Linked DNA regions of Mus musculus: all the other regions are linked to region 3. A link is a contact called in public HiChIP or PLAC-seq and promoter capture Hi-C data. All regions are on one chromosome and are shown on one strand. Each heading gives the region's core, a stretch centred on a gene start, on an enhancer-like site or on the middle of the called end of the contact. The rest is flanking DNA. Distances are from core to core; before and after follow the strand shown.

Region 1 (3,421 bases), core at 471-2,970, 95 kb before region 3:
GAAGCTTCTCTCTCTCTCTTTTTTTTTCTCCCAAGACAGGGTTTCTCTGTGTAGCCCTGGCTGTCCTGGAACTCACTCTGTAGACCAGACTGGCCTTGAATTCAGAAATCTGCCTGCCTCTGCCTCCCAAGTGCTGGGATTAAAGCCGTGCACCACCACTGCCCAGTTTCTCTGAAGTTTCTTTTGACATAACCTTGCTCACCACGATTAAGAAATGTTGTATGGCCTCAAGGCCTCTAGTGGCAGCTTCTCCTGTTAAGGTCATATCAGGTGAACGGGGTCTAACATCCACTGTATGTCTAATCCACTCTTCTATTGATGCTGACCCTGCCTTCAATGGTCTGATTACTTCTTTGCATTCAGCATTCCCATTTTCAAAAGATAAAGTCTTGATTCAGGACTTTCTTACTAATGGATCCAATGTACTTCTTTCCACAGATAAAGACAACCTTTGGAAAAAGTCAAGGAATGTTTCTTTTAGACCTTGCTTGGCCTGAAAAAAAAAAGGTTCAAGTCTTTCTACTCTTTCTGCGACTTCGTCTCAAGCATTTAAGGCTGCCTTAGCACATAACATCAAGCTTTCATCATATTCAGCGTCTACTTCTAGCTCAGCAAAATGACCTTCCCCAAGCAGCAGAACTTCAGAAATATTCTTACCTCTGGCTTTATTTTGTTGGGCTATCTCCTTTGCTTCTTCTCTCCACCACAAGCACCATTATAAAGGTGACCCGGGTTCTCATATTGCTTTTACCACATCCTTCCAGTCTTTTTGTTTTTTTCGAGACAGGGTTTCTCTGTGTAGCCCTGGCTGCTCTGGAACTCACTCTGTAGACCAGGCTGGCCTCGAACTCAGAAATCCGCCTGCCTCTGCCTCCCAAGTGCTGGGATTAAAGGTGCGTGCCACCACCGCCCGGCTGCAGTCAGTGCTCTTAACCACTGAGCCATCTCTCCAGCCCCTGTGCCAATATTTCTCTAGCGCTTGTATCTCTGTCATCCTGGTGTTTTGTTCAACCTAATAATATCTTTTTGTAACCTCTCCTCCAAAGCTTGCCCCCATGCCTCAGACTTCTCCTTTTGTTGCTCCTCCTGTTCCTTAAGTGTCTGCACCCCCTGCTCAGAGCTCCCCTTCACCTTATTTTTTCTTTATGTTGTAATCCTGATATTGTGATGTCTATTTTATTTTGACTGATTAATTTTAGAAGATTCTCCTCCAAGTCTCACTTCCAATTCTCATTTCTTCTTCTCTGCTGCTCATTCTGACCTGTGAAATTTTGCATTCTTTGTTCTAGCATCTTTTCCAGCTCCTGTCTCTAACCTTCATGTTCCTCTCTCTGTTATCTTGACCAATAGAATCCTGTACCTTTCGTTCCAGATTTTCCTCTAGGCTGTATTCATTTTCTTCTCTCTGTTGCTTAGCATGACCTACAAATTCCTTTAGTTCTTGTGTTTTCTTTAGGCTGTATTGCCCAGTCTTTTCTTTTTTTCTTTTCTTTCAGTTTTTCAAGACAGGGTTTCCCTGTATAGCCCTGGATGTCCTGGAACTTACTCTGTAGACCAGGCTGGCCTTGAACTCAGAAATCCGCCTGCCTCTGCCTCCCAAGTGCTGGGATTAAAGGAGGTATCTAATTTTTGTGATTGTCAATTTTGAATTCTCAGTACCTGATCTGGAGCTTCTTGTACCTTTGTCTCCCCCTGGTGTTCGATTCAGGACATTGCAGTCCTCTCGGAATCTTATTCGCAGGAAGTGGGTGGTGGTGGCTAACTGTAGAAAGACGTGGGACTTCTGAGCCTCTCTCTGGCTTTTGTTTGGGTTGCAGTCGGCAGCATGTGCACTGATTTCAGGCAGCTTGCAGTCGGGAGAGCAGGTCTGGCTGTTCCGTGTCCAGTTTAGACGTGGGGGATACAGGAAAAGCGAGCGCAGGAAGGCCTGCTCGGGGTAGAGATACCCAGATCAGCCAGCTGTGCCTGTGAGAGAAAGCTTTGGAAAGTTAGATTTTGGTTTTTTGTATTGTGTGTGTGTGTGTGTGTGTATGTGTGTGTGTGTGTGTGTGTGTTTTCAGTTGTTGATCCTCAGCTGTGAAGACTGCAGGCTGCTTCTCAGGCAGTCGTGCCCCAGGGTCCTTGGTTCTTCTGTAGGCGCAGGGACCCCCCCCCCCCCAAACCATGTTATGGCGCTGCCTATGTCCAGCTCAGGGCAGGGGCGCTGCCACTGGTTGCTGAGGTTTGCTTGGGGTTTGGAGAGGGAGCCTCAGTCTGTAGACCCCTTAGACCCATTTGGTGTTTAATTTCCATCCTGGTGCACCTTTAGAGATCAGCCCTAGTTATTTATATGGGGCTGAGGGGAGTGGATTGGGAAAATCTAATATACTACTAACTTATTCCCCAGCTATGAGACCCCTTGTTGCTTGCGGCTTCTCCCAGCCATGCGGTTCTGGCCCATTATGGCTTCCTCCTCCTTCTTCCTCTGTCCTCTTTCCCCTTCTTCCTCTGCCTCCTACTCCCTCTCCAGTCCCACCTTTTCCCCTCCACTGCCCAATCACAGGCTCTAGCCTTTTATTGGCAGTTAAAATGGGAGGTCAACATGGTATCACCTGAGGACGAGGTAGTCTGCTGGGTGGGGTGGGGTGAGGAGACTCTCTCGAGGAACCAGTACTAACATTTGAATACAAACAGTGTGTGTGTTTTCTACCTTATGTGACCATGAAGCAGGAGGCCCTCACTGAGGGCATCTTGACTGTGAATTTCCAGATCGTTAATTTGTTTTTCCTAGTTAGTATTTCTCAGGTATTCTGTTATGACTACACAGGCAGAGGAGAGGCCTCTCTGCTTGAGTCTTTTTTTTTTTTAAAGATTTATTTATTTTATTTATATAAGTACACTGTTGCTATCTTCAGATACACCAGAAGAGGGTATCAGATCCTATTGCAGATGGTTGTGAGCTACCATGGGAAGAGCAGTCAGTGCTCTTAACCACGGAGCCATCTCTCCAGCCCCCTCTCTTCTTGAGTCTTAGAGGAATGAATATAAGGGGCTCACTGCAGCCCCATCTACTGAGTAGTTATTGTGCGTTAACAAGTCTCCCTTTTCAATGTGCAATGGCTTCACCTTATGACTCTTCTCTTCCTCCTCGTCCTTTCTTCTTTGTCCCTCCTGTCTTCTACCTAGAGATGCAAATACTTCAGGCAATCGAGTCATACTCACAAGTAATGAATCCCATGCCCGAAGGGAGGTGGAGACACTTGAGCATCTAATTGGCACTTAGCAAATTTGCTATAGGGACGAAGATGTCAGTGACATACTTCCCAAATAACAGCCATGCTTGGTGCTTTGGCAAACATCCCCAGCTAAAAATGACTGCCCCACTAGAGGTTGGGGTACATGGATGCTCCCTAGGGAACTTCATCTGTTCTCAGGGTCTCAC
Region 2 (3,301 bases), core at 603-3,102, 72 kb after region 3:
ATGCCCAGCAGGCCAGGCTGCTCAGTACATGGTGTCCATCCTGACCCTCCCAAGAAGTTCACCCACCAGTGAGGATCCCAAGTAGCTTCCACCAATGCCACCAGAGCCCAGCCTAGTATAAAACCAGATCCACACAGCATAAAACAGGACTGGTGGTCCAACCTGATGCTACCCTCGCTGGAGATGGTCTGTGTATCAGCAGCTAGCAGCTGGGCCACTTCTCAACCGGCCCTCTCCAACTTTCCCTGTTCTGGCCAGTGCCCTGTTCTCCTTCCTTCTTCCTTCTCTCTCTCTTCTCTCTCATCCATTCACCCCCATTCACTCAGCAAGAGTGAAGGTTCAGGGCTAGACGTGGACAGTTTGTGGTATGAAACATTTGCTCTCAGTCCTAACCACAATGTAGTCAGAAGAACATACTGAAAAAAAAAAAGAAAAACAAAAACCAAACAAAACCCAGAAAGCATCCTGCAAAATGCCTAAGTGATACCCTTCAAATGATTGGGTTTCCATAAGGCAGCCTGGGAAAACCTAGAGGTCCATGGGAAAGAGGAGCCAGGTCTTATGTGGGATACCTGAAGATACTGGGCTGCTGAGGAGGGAGAGGGTGGGAAGTGGGAATGGGGGATGCAGGCAGTTGAGGGGTAGCAGCAGGCCTTCAGAGCATCGAAGTTGTCTCTGACTCAGTACCCATGGATAAAAGTCAAAATTCTGGCTGTTGTGGAATCCCAGGAATTGGAAGCCAGAGTCTGGGGGTTCAAGGTCACCCTCAGCTAAACAGTGAGTTGAAGCCCAGACAGGGATGACATTAGACCCTGTGTCAGAAAAATAAAGAGGTAGATCAAGAGGACACAGCATGGGAAGGCATCTGTGTCCTGGAGCTCCTTTCCTGCTCCTGTCCCACCCTGCTATCTGTCCCCATCTGGTGCCTGATCTCTCTGACCCCTGTCCATCTGGCTCCTGCCTCCTCTGTCTCCTCCAACCCCTGGCCCTCTCTTGCCCTTGTCTCTTGTCTTCCATTCCCTTGCTCCACAATTCTGTACTTAACACTAACCTAACGTTCCCTGTGCCTCCCCCAACCCTGCCCCCATTTTGATGCTCATTCCTTTATCCCTTTCTAATATCACCCTTGGGGGCACCTTCCTAATACCCGTGAAATATTGTGAGCGAGCTCTCTGGTAGTCCCGAACAGCTGACCCTTTGTATTACATGTGTGCCATTGACAGGTTCCAAGTTCCTCATTTATGTATCCTAAGCAGACTGAGCCCCCATGGGTCAGGGCTTAACCCCATCAAAGCTTTGTTCCATGCAGCCACCCAGGTTCCCAAAGGTTAAACCCAAAGAGGGAGGATCCTAACAGGCCCCAAAGTTAGAGTTCTGATTCAAGGCCCCATGTACGCTGTAATTGAATTCCAGCATCCCCAAGAGGAGCCAGGAAATGTATTCTTGCAGTCTGTGGGGCTGAGCTGACCAGACAGGCACCTTTGGGGGCCTTGTTACTATCAAATGGGGATTTATGGAAGCTAGGGCACTCGGCAGGTGGCCTGGCAGCTGGCTGCCCAGGGCTTTGCTCCAATTAACCTCTCTGGCCACAGCTGTGAGATGCCGGGGCTGGCACAGGACCAGCGGCATGCACCTCTCCTATCCCCAATCTTGCAGTTGGCACTTAGGGTGAAGTGAGTGTCCAGCCCCGGCCTTTTTTTTTTTCCAGGATGACCCCTACTGCACACTACTAATAAAACAGTGGCCAAGGAGAGTGGGAAGGGAGTCATGGAAACTGATCACCTGCTGACTGTTCCCCAAAGGCTGAGCAGAGTAACTCTTGCCAGTGGGTGGAGCAGACACAGAGACAGGCCTAGCAGTAGTTACCAAAGCAACAACCACTTGTTAATGCTTAATGGGGTCACAAGACAGCTGTGGGGCTGCCCCACTGACCCAAAGATCCTTAGAGAGCTCCCCTGGGCTTGCGGGCAAGAGGACAGACAAGGTCTAACTGTGTCTGTTTCTGTCTCCTGAGAACGGTAATGTGCCCTTCCAAACCCTCTGAAAGAGTCTGAAATGGGGAGGCTGGAAGGAAGACTGGCCTGGAAAACTCTATGTAGCTCATGCTGGCCAAGCCTAGCTGTTCTTTGTTTTGTTTTGTTTTTGTTTTTGTTTTTTAAAGAAAGATTGCCACGAGAAAGACACAACAGAAAAAGAAGAAAAAGGGGATTAAAAAGAAAAGTTGCCACTGTATAGACCTGGCTAGCCACCAACTCTCAGCAATATCTTTTTTTGTTTGTTTGTTTGTTTGTTTTCGAGACAGGGTTTCTCTGTGTAGCCCTGGCTGTCCTGGAACTCACTCTGTAGACCAGGCTACTGCCTCCCAAGTACTGGGATTAAAAGAGTGCGCCACCACTGCCGGCTTCTCAGCAATATTCTTGCCTCAGCCACGGGGTTAGGGTTAAGTCTCAAACCCTGGGACAAAAGGCTGAGGTGCCTATTTAACATATCAAAGTGGACCTGGCCACCAGGTTCTCCCAGCCTCAACCAATTACTCAAGGCTTGTATACCCTGCCCCCTTCTCTAAACCTTTCTCCAGCCCAAGATCCTCTGGGCTGCCCTTCCCCCAGCTGCCCTTCCCTATATACTCTGGCCATTTTGGCTATTCCTCCTCTTTGGGCCTCCTAGCCACTATACCTAGTTCCTCTCCTTCCCCTCTCCCTTCCTCTTCTCACATAGCTCAGGGTTATAACCACTCTGGAATCTCCCAGATGTGTCTACCTCTACCTATGTTCTTCCCTCTATCTACAACAAATTTTCTCCACCATACCTAAGAACAGTCACATTCTTTCTTTTTTGTTTCCTCTTCTTCCTTCCTTCCTTCCTTCCTTCCTTCCTTCCTTTCTTTTTCTTTTTCTTTGTTAGGATTACAGAGATGTATCCAAATTCAGCAATGTTCTTTGGAATTTGTCTCAAAGAGCCAAGTCAAGGGGCCCTGGCAGAAGCCCTTAAATCTTACCTATTGAAACCCTCAAAATGTGGCCTCATTGGGAAAATCCCAGGTACCATTATGCGATGTCTCCATTCTTCAAGACAGGGTCTCTCTGTATAGCCTTAGCTGTCCTGGAAAGCTCTCTGGAGACACAGAGATCCACCTGCCTCTCCCTCCCCAGGGCTAGGATTAAAGGTGTGCCTAGGGGATGGCATTGGACAGACAGAGGCAGTGGATCTACATAGTAAGTTCTAGGACAGCTAGAGACCCTGTCTCAAAACAAACCAACTGAAAGTATCCATAGGTCAGCCAGGGTTAGGACAGGCTGGG
Region 3 (3,275 bases), core at 721-3,220:
AATACACTTCAATAAAGCTCCGTGCTATTACGGGACCCAGCGTCTTCCAGAAGATGAATCACACTTGGTGGCGAGGCCAAGCCACTGCTCCAACTCAACTTTCTTCCTCTGAGCCTTCAGCTGAGTGGCTGATGGAGAAGCCACAGGGCTGGTCAGGATGGCTAGGGGGTCCAGGAGCTGCTGGGGGGGGGTTGTTATCTGAGGATACCCGAGCCACCTGGAACCCAGATGGCACTTGCCTGGAACCCAGTTCTCTCAGGAGACCCCAGTGACCCTTAAAACTTTTGACCTGAGCCCTGATGAAGATGCCCACCCAACCTAGTCACTGCCTAGTGAAGCCAGTTCCTAGCACTTGCAGAAAGAGGTTTGCTGGGGCTGTTTCGCAGAACAGAAGCCTGCTGGAGCTGCAGGCATGCACCAATTGTCTCCTTCCTGAAGCCTAACAAAGCTGTCCTTGGGGACAGAGCTGGTGCATTCATCCTACACCCAAAATGTAAAATATTCCATTCCCAACAGCTACAACCATCCACTGTGACCTGCTGTGACAAAGATGCTGAGTTCCCTCTTTTCCTCACAGAAAAGCAAAGAGGTCACCAGAAGCAGAAACTTTGGTGCCTCAGAGGTTCCCAGGCACCCTGACCTCAGTCCACGTGAACACTCCGCTCCTACCCAGTTCTGCTGGACACTTGACTCCATCTCTCCACACAGCACCAGTGGTGCCTTCCGTTTCTCCCACAACAGAACTTTCTGCAGGAGCCCTGAGCATCCTTGAAAGGTGGCTCTCCAGGCCAGAGGTCACACTGTAATAGACAAGACACGCACTGTGCCATGCAGAGGAAGATGGGATCAATCACTTTTAGATGGGCAGTAATCACCCCCTCCTTCCGTATCTCCAGGGAGAGGAGTGAGTCCGGTCTAAACCCACAGCTTGGAAAGGCTCTCTGGGTCCTTGCAGGGAACCTCGGTGTCACCTTCACCCTCACAGCTTTGTAAGGTACCTCTGGTTCCTGAATGTGAACCTAGGCACGGTCTGGACCTCCCTCACTGTGGATCTAGGTATTGCCTGAGCCCCTCACTACCCTTCTGCCAACTCCTCAGAGGCTCTTCCTTGAGAAGTTAGAGTTCTCTTGGGTAGTAACTTTGGAGGCATTATGCGGGAGGCAAGGGACAGTTCCCAAGTGTTCACAGGATGAGTAGATAATGCAGTCGCTCTATTACCGCCGCCCTCTGCCAATGAAGGCCTCCAGCATTTCCTCTACAGGACCCAGGGTAGCTTCCACTCGGGACCCTGGAAGATATTGTGGGATGGGTGTGGACAGCCACTCCTGGATAGAGTAGTGTCCTAACACGGGACCCTGCCTCCCCTCCATCCCGCGGCTCACCATTCAGCTGGTTGTAGACCACCTCCTCCAGATGGTCCAGGCGCTGTAGGATGGCCTCACGGTCGGCCAGAGCACTCGCCTTGGATAGCCGATTGCGCATCCGGCGGTCGGTGCCTCGCACGACCTGCACCAGCGCCTCAGAACGGTCCTGCAGGCGGCAGTACACCGAGAAGAGAATGATGCCCACGAACACCAGGATGTTGACCGTCAGCAAAGTTTTGATCTTCCTGGCCACCGCCATGAGCGCGGCTCGGACGGGGCCGCCTCACCCGCCGGGCATCCCCGGGGCCCCGGGGCCGCAGGAGCCTGGGAGCGGCCGGCCGCGGTGGGGACCATGGGCTGGGCAAGGGCGGGAGCTGTTCTTTCAGCACCACCGCGCGGGCTCCACGAGCCAGGCCGCCGCGACCCGCCCTTCTTCAGCGCGCAGAAACCGTCCGGGGATGCGGGTACAGGGCGCCGCCCGCATAGTCAGCAGGGCCCGCCCGCCGGGAGCTTCCTGGGCCGGGAGGCAGCGCGAGGCCTTAGCTGCTGCGTCCCGCTCCTGCGCGCCCCGATCGCTCCTGCGCGCCCCGCTCCTGTGCGCTCGGCTCCTGCGCGCCCCGCTCCTGCGCGCCCCGAAACCACGGCGCCGGTGCGCAGTGACGCGGCCTGCGCTCATCAGCATGCACGCGGCGCCCGCTGCCCCGCCCGCCGCCCCAAACCGATCCCGCGCGCCACCCCTGGCCAGGATAGGCCCACGTGGAGCGAGGCCCAGGGCGCGGCACCACTCCGAGCTTCAGACCGCCCTCCGCGCCTGGGCTTATTTTAGGGGACAAAACCCAGACTTGACCCCTAGGAACACGAAGCCTTAGGGAACGCCGGTCAGGACTGTGCTGTGGGGTGCACGCTGGGGTGTGGTGAGGTGCCTTTGTGCAGTAATGAGTCAGAGCCACCTAGATTTGCCTGCCCACCGCTCCTTGTCAAACCTAACCTGATTGGTTGCCCTCTTCTGGGACCAAAGGATAAGAAAGGAGAGTAGAGTAGGCTGTAGATTGAGCGATCCTATTGTAGCATCAGGCCAAACAAATAAAGGAAACACAAATCTTGACCAGGTGTCCCAAGTCCTCAGAGTTCAGGTGCACGCTCAGCCAGAAGAAAAACAACAAACACCTGCCCCTCCATCTCTAATTTAGCCCCAAACAAACAGTTGTAGATGAGACTGCTGGGATCAGAGGAGAGATGGCAGAAGTCACACAGCCTGGGCTGTGAGCCTGAATCACACAGACTGTGAGCTTCTCCTTTATACCTGGCTACCACTGAATCTACAGTGCCTGAAATGGTTTCTGACACGTAGCTGGTACTTAGCAAATATTTGTGGAATGAATAAATGATGGAGCATTTCCGAGGAGCTTACTTTGTGGTGGGCTCTGCTCATAGAAGGACAAGGTCTGTGGGACTTTGTAGCTCTTGGTTCAGCATGAGTATTTGTGCATGCATGTATCTCGTGTGTGTGCGCACACATATATCATGTATAAGCATGCACGTTTATGCGTTCACTGTGTATGTGCCCATGTGTTTGCATATGTGTTCATGGATATGTGCTTGTGTCTGTGTTACACATGTGTTTCTGCGTTCGTAACTTTCCTTTGTATATGAATGTGCACATGTACAAAGTGTGTCTGATATGTCTCTACATGTTGTATATGTGTGTGCATATACGTGGGATGTCTTCATAATGTACAAGCACATGAGTAGTATGTGATGTGTCTGCATGTGGGTGCATATATATGCATACATGTGCTGTGTCCTTGTGATTATCCACGTGTGCTATGTGTATGTGATACATGTGTGTGTTTGTATGTTCACAGTGTGCAGTTTCTATGTATATATGTGTGTGTGTGTATGTCCATGTCA
Region 4 (3,589 bases), core at 1,081-3,580, 110 kb after region 3:
GATGCTCTAGTGCCATGTTCTGAGATGCTAAGAAAGGTATTAGTGCTCCTCACTGCAACATGAGCTTTTCTGTGTGGTTTCTGTTGAGAGTTGGATGGACAGGTGCCAGTTGTAGCATGTGTAGCGTATACAGGTGTGCACTGGGGTGACTCCTGCTAGATGCCTGGCATGGCATGGCCTGACAGCCCAGCTGATTCTTGCTTGAAGCAGCTGTCCCAGTGGTACCTGCATATGCTGCTGTACCGGCCAGTCCCTCTGGCAAGTCCCTCTGGCTGTAAGGAATAGGGGAGTGTGTTGATTTCTTTGGCATAGCTGTTCCTCAAAGCAAACCCTAACCAGGTCAATGTTGCACTGTCTTCAGAATACAGGTGGTTGGAGGATTTCATGTGTTTATCCTCTTGGTAGCCTCTAAAGAGGCTGCAGTGATGTTCTCATCCTGAACAGGCAGACAGAATAAGGCGTTTTCAGAGTGTAGACTGCTGGTGAGTGACTGGTGAGATTCAGGCATAGGTTCCTAGAGAGTGGCCTTTTGTTCCTGCTTTGTCCCATGTTGGTAGTAACCCTTGCCTTGGCATCTGACCAGCTGACTTCCTGGCTTCCATGGCCAGCTTTTGCATTTTGGCTGTGGTCCTCACTCCTCCTGACATTCCTCATTTTCAAAAGGCCCAGGCTCTTCTCTTTAGAAGCTAGATTTCTCACAGGGATCTTTCTCATCTGCCCTGACCACACTGCCCCATCAGACCCTGCCTCTGGGGGTCCTGTTCCTACTGTATAGGGCTTTGGTTGCCTTTGAGCAGGCTGTTTTGTATGACCTGCCTGTCCCTCTTTCCATGTTGCCAATACACTTAGAACTGGGACTGAATGGCCCAGACCCAGGCAGGGAGGGAGCACAGTGACTGCCCAGAAGGAGCTTCTTTTGATTGAGGTGAGGTGGTGATATTTTTCACTATCCCTAGCTTCCCCCCCTCCTTCATCTGAGATAGGGATTGGCCAAGCAGAGTTGGGAATATTCTTGCTTCTCAAGGCTCCAATTCCAGGGAGTTTTCCTGTTACCCAGGAATAAAATCCACATCTTCTAGGGTTCCAGGAGCACCATGAGCCTTTTCTCAGGGCTCTACACATCCCCCAGCAGTACAGCCACTGTCTCCAAGCTCCTAGGAAGAGGCCCTTTGCCCCCCAGCCTTGCCAGCCAGGAGTAGCCAGGAAGTCTGTGAACTGCTTGGGAAAACCTTCTTCCTGCTCTGGGCCTTAGTTCCTTATCTGCAGGGAGGGTAATGAGGCAGCATGTCCTTCTTCTCCCTGCCAGCCACTGGACACTAGGATGAGAGACCTGTGACGAACATGCTTAGGCCCCTCTGAGTCTGCCTTTCAGACTCAGTCTATCCCAGGTAGACACTGCTGGACCACAACTTGCTGTGGACTCCAGTGCAGAGAGGAGAGCAGGCCCTTTCCCCTTCTCGACCCATTTTAGTTCTCGTAGATCCTTGCATATCCCTGGCTTGTGGCATCAGAAACATCCAGGCTGGCTTCAGCTGCCCCTGTACTGCAGAAGAGGCTTTGGGGACATCCTGGATGACAGCTGAATAGCAGCTGTGCTGAAGCTTGGAGGGGCCTGGAGTGTGGCAGAAGTCAGACGTGAGGTGTGTCTTCCCAGGGCTTAGAGGAGAAGATGGCTTGTTGGCCTGCCTTGTCTCTGGCTAAAGAGGATAGGCCAGGAAAAGTGACTTAGGGGAGACTGCCCCTCAGGGGTATGGACCTCATAGGAGAGCACTGAGGGTCCAGTCTATCCTGACTAGGGCAGAGGGCCTTGAAGGCCACCACTCCCAGGATATCCTAGAGCTTGTATCAGCCATATGCAAGGGGTCTTCTGCCCTAGAGTCCCAAACCTTCTCTTCTTTCCTGCCTTTGCCACAACGGTTGAAATTTGTTTCTGCTCTGGGACCACTTTGTTCATCTGGGTTCCCACTCCTTTTAACTGTCCTCACTCAAATCTCCATAATTTCTTGTTTTTAGGGCCGTGGAAAATTCTGTGTCTAGAGTACACAGACTCTACATCCTCACAGAGAGTGGCCCCCAGTAGGCCTTGTCAGACCTGAGATCCCATAGGTCCCTCCTACAAGTGCTCTCCTTTCTAGCAAATTGCTAGCTATCTATAGGGCATCTTCCTCATTGACCTTGCTCAGTCCTCACAGCAGCTCAGAGGGGAAAAAAATGCCCCACAAAAAAAAAAAAAATGGGATCAGAGAACAAGGCTGTAGTCTGTCTGAACGGACCATGGCCTTTCAACAGATTGGAGCTGAAAGGAAGGAAATGTTAGACTGTGGATGCGTTGATTGTGGAGACGGATTTCAAAACTATTGCCCAGGCCAGCAAAATGGACATGAGCTTGTAAAGGGTCACACACAGCTGGTAATAGCAAGGTGCGGACCCCAAGCACTTAGCTCTCTAGGGTTGGTCTATTGCTATGTATTGCAATGCTAAATTCTAACGGCCTAGGCCTAGGTGTAATTTACAAGCTTTTCTTATGCAAATGTTGTTCCTTTATTTAAAACTATTGATTAATTGCGTGGGGAGGAGCACCCTCTGGAAGGCTGGGGGTGGGGTGGGGAAGAGGAATATGATGTGGAACTTTGGGAGCAGGACAATGACTGGAATGTAAATAAATAAAAAACAGGAAAAAAAGTCTATTGGCTAAAGATTAAATAAAATTAGCTACAGCCAATTACTGGAGGGATTAGAGGTAGGTAGGTTTGGATTAACCTGGATGGAGGAGGAGAACTGAGGAGGAGGAAGCAAGCCACCACGGAGGAGAGGAGAGAGCACACGGCCTGGAGAAACAGCAAGTATCTGGGATATACTGCTGGGGAGGTGGCCAGGCCAGCAGTTGGAAAGTAGATTAGGGGTTATTAAACACCCCCCACCCCTGCCCCTGTAATTGTCAAAGCCAAATAAAATAACCGTAGTCTGAGTCATTTATTTGTAAGCTAGTTGGGGATAAGCTTAAATTGCATTTTTACTACAAGTGGCCTGCATGTCTAGTTATAGCTCCTCCCTGAATAGTACTGCTAATGTCAGTGCTTCGTACCTTCTTGCACCTTGTTTAGATAGAGCAAGGTCTGCTTTATTTCCAGGTGACCCTCTGCCTAGACAGTGTTGTGCATAGTGCAGCCCTGGACTGAGATCTGAAGGGATCGTTCTTTCCTAGAACTTTGGTGGGTGGAATGCTCAAGATACTTTGCTCAGCAGTTGTGGGATGGGTTGGGGCCCACCTTGCTGCTCTGGCCTCCCCAACTTTTCCTAGACTTCAACACTATAGCACTAGCTCTGGAGTAGCATGGTCTCTTTACCTCCCCATATCATGTGGCAGTCCACACTACTTACTTGGCCTATACACTAAAGCCTGCTGGCAACTGGGTAGCGGGTATGGAGGTGATATCCATGAACTTGGACATTTCAGAGATGGTACAATGGCCCAGAGCCTTCTGGAGCAGGTAAGAGGTCATGAGGGTCTGTAGAGATGTCAGGAATATGTGACACAGGTTCTGTAATTCTGAAATTCAGTGGCCATTAGGGAGGGGTATGAGCTGAG

The links. Promoter capture Hi-C pulls out the DNA fragments that hold promoters and counts their contacts. HiChIP or PLAC-seq counts read pairs in DNA pulled down with a chosen protein or histone mark.
Region 1: a contact with region 3 is called in a CTCF HiChIP or PLAC-seq map of the NIH/3T3 cell line, with 13 read pairs. The contact joins the enhancer-like site here to the promoter of Galnt9 in region 3. A contact is called at or near these places in 15 of 39 promoter capture datasets (the 3T3-L1 cell line, the C10 cell line, the HPC-7 cell line and 9 more), 3 of 15 datasets of contacts at CTCF or cohesin (CD8 T cells, the NIH/3T3 cell line and embryonic stem cells), 35 of 484 Hi-C or Micro-C datasets (2-cell embryo, 3T3-L1-derived adipocytes, 8-cell embryo and 18 more), 11 of 115 datasets of contacts at active chromatin or transcription factors (embryonic forebrain, embryonic stem cells, forebrain and 1 more) and 3 of 9 other capture datasets (adipose tissue, embryonic stem cells and pancreatic islet).
Region 2: a contact with region 3 is called in a promoter capture Hi-C map of embryonic stem cells. The contact joins the enhancer-like site here to the promoter of Galnt9 in region 3. A contact is called at or near these places in 1 of 39 promoter capture datasets (embryonic stem cells), 3 of 484 Hi-C or Micro-C datasets (cranial neural crest, embryonic stem cells and nephron progenitors), 5 of 115 datasets of contacts at active chromatin or transcription factors (SST interneurons, double positive thymocytes and embryonic stem cells) and 2 of 9 other capture datasets (liver and pancreatic islet).
Region 4: a contact with region 3 is called in an H3K27ac HiChIP or PLAC-seq map of embryonic stem cells, with 10 read pairs. The contact joins the enhancer-like site here to the promoter of Galnt9 in region 3. A contact is called at or near these places in 2 of 39 promoter capture datasets (the 3T3-L1 cell line and hippocampal neurons), 5 of 484 Hi-C or Micro-C datasets (Sertoli cells, cortical neurons and embryonic stem cells), 5 of 115 datasets of contacts at active chromatin or transcription factors (the SCID.adh cell line and embryonic stem cells) and 1 of 9 other capture datasets (pancreatic islet).

The regions. Positions count from the first base shown.
Region 1 is chr5:110,638,005-110,641,425 of GRCm38.p6, reverse strand. No RefSeq gene overlaps it. Among named protein-coding and RNA genes, the nearest start is that of Noc4l, 14 kb to the left of the region's middle. Within about 2 kb of position 1,720, at least 32 of the 459 cell types and tissues checked have an H3K27ac peak or open chromatin away from gene starts, as enhancers often do. A contact at or near this core is called in 8-cell embryo, the HPC-7 cell line, the NIH/3T3 cell line and 2 more, where this site is marked.
Region 2 is chr5:110,470,667-110,473,967 of GRCm38.p6, reverse strand. No RefSeq gene overlaps it. Among named protein-coding and RNA genes, the nearest start is that of Fbrsl1, 24 kb to the right of the region's middle. Within about 2 kb of position 1,852, at least 30 of the 459 cell types and tissues checked have an H3K27ac peak or open chromatin away from gene starts, as enhancers often do. A contact at or near this core is called in embryonic stem cells and pancreatic islet, where this site is marked.
Region 3 is chr5:110,543,050-110,546,324 of GRCm38.p6, reverse strand. Galnt9 (polypeptide N-acetylgalactosaminyltransferase 9) reads right to left here and starts at 1,970. Exons shown (of 11, transcript NM_198306.3): 1 at 1,383-1,970. The coding sequence starts at 1,623.
Region 4 is chr5:110,436,767-110,440,355 of GRCm38.p6, reverse strand. The region is part of intron 1 of Fbrsl1 (fibrosin-like 1); the gene reads left to right. Among named protein-coding and RNA genes, the nearest start is that of Fbrsl1, 9.9 kb to the left of the region's middle. Within about 2 kb of position 2,330, at least 35 of the 459 cell types and tissues checked have an H3K27ac peak or open chromatin away from gene starts, as enhancers often do. A contact at or near this core is called in embryonic stem cells, where this site is marked.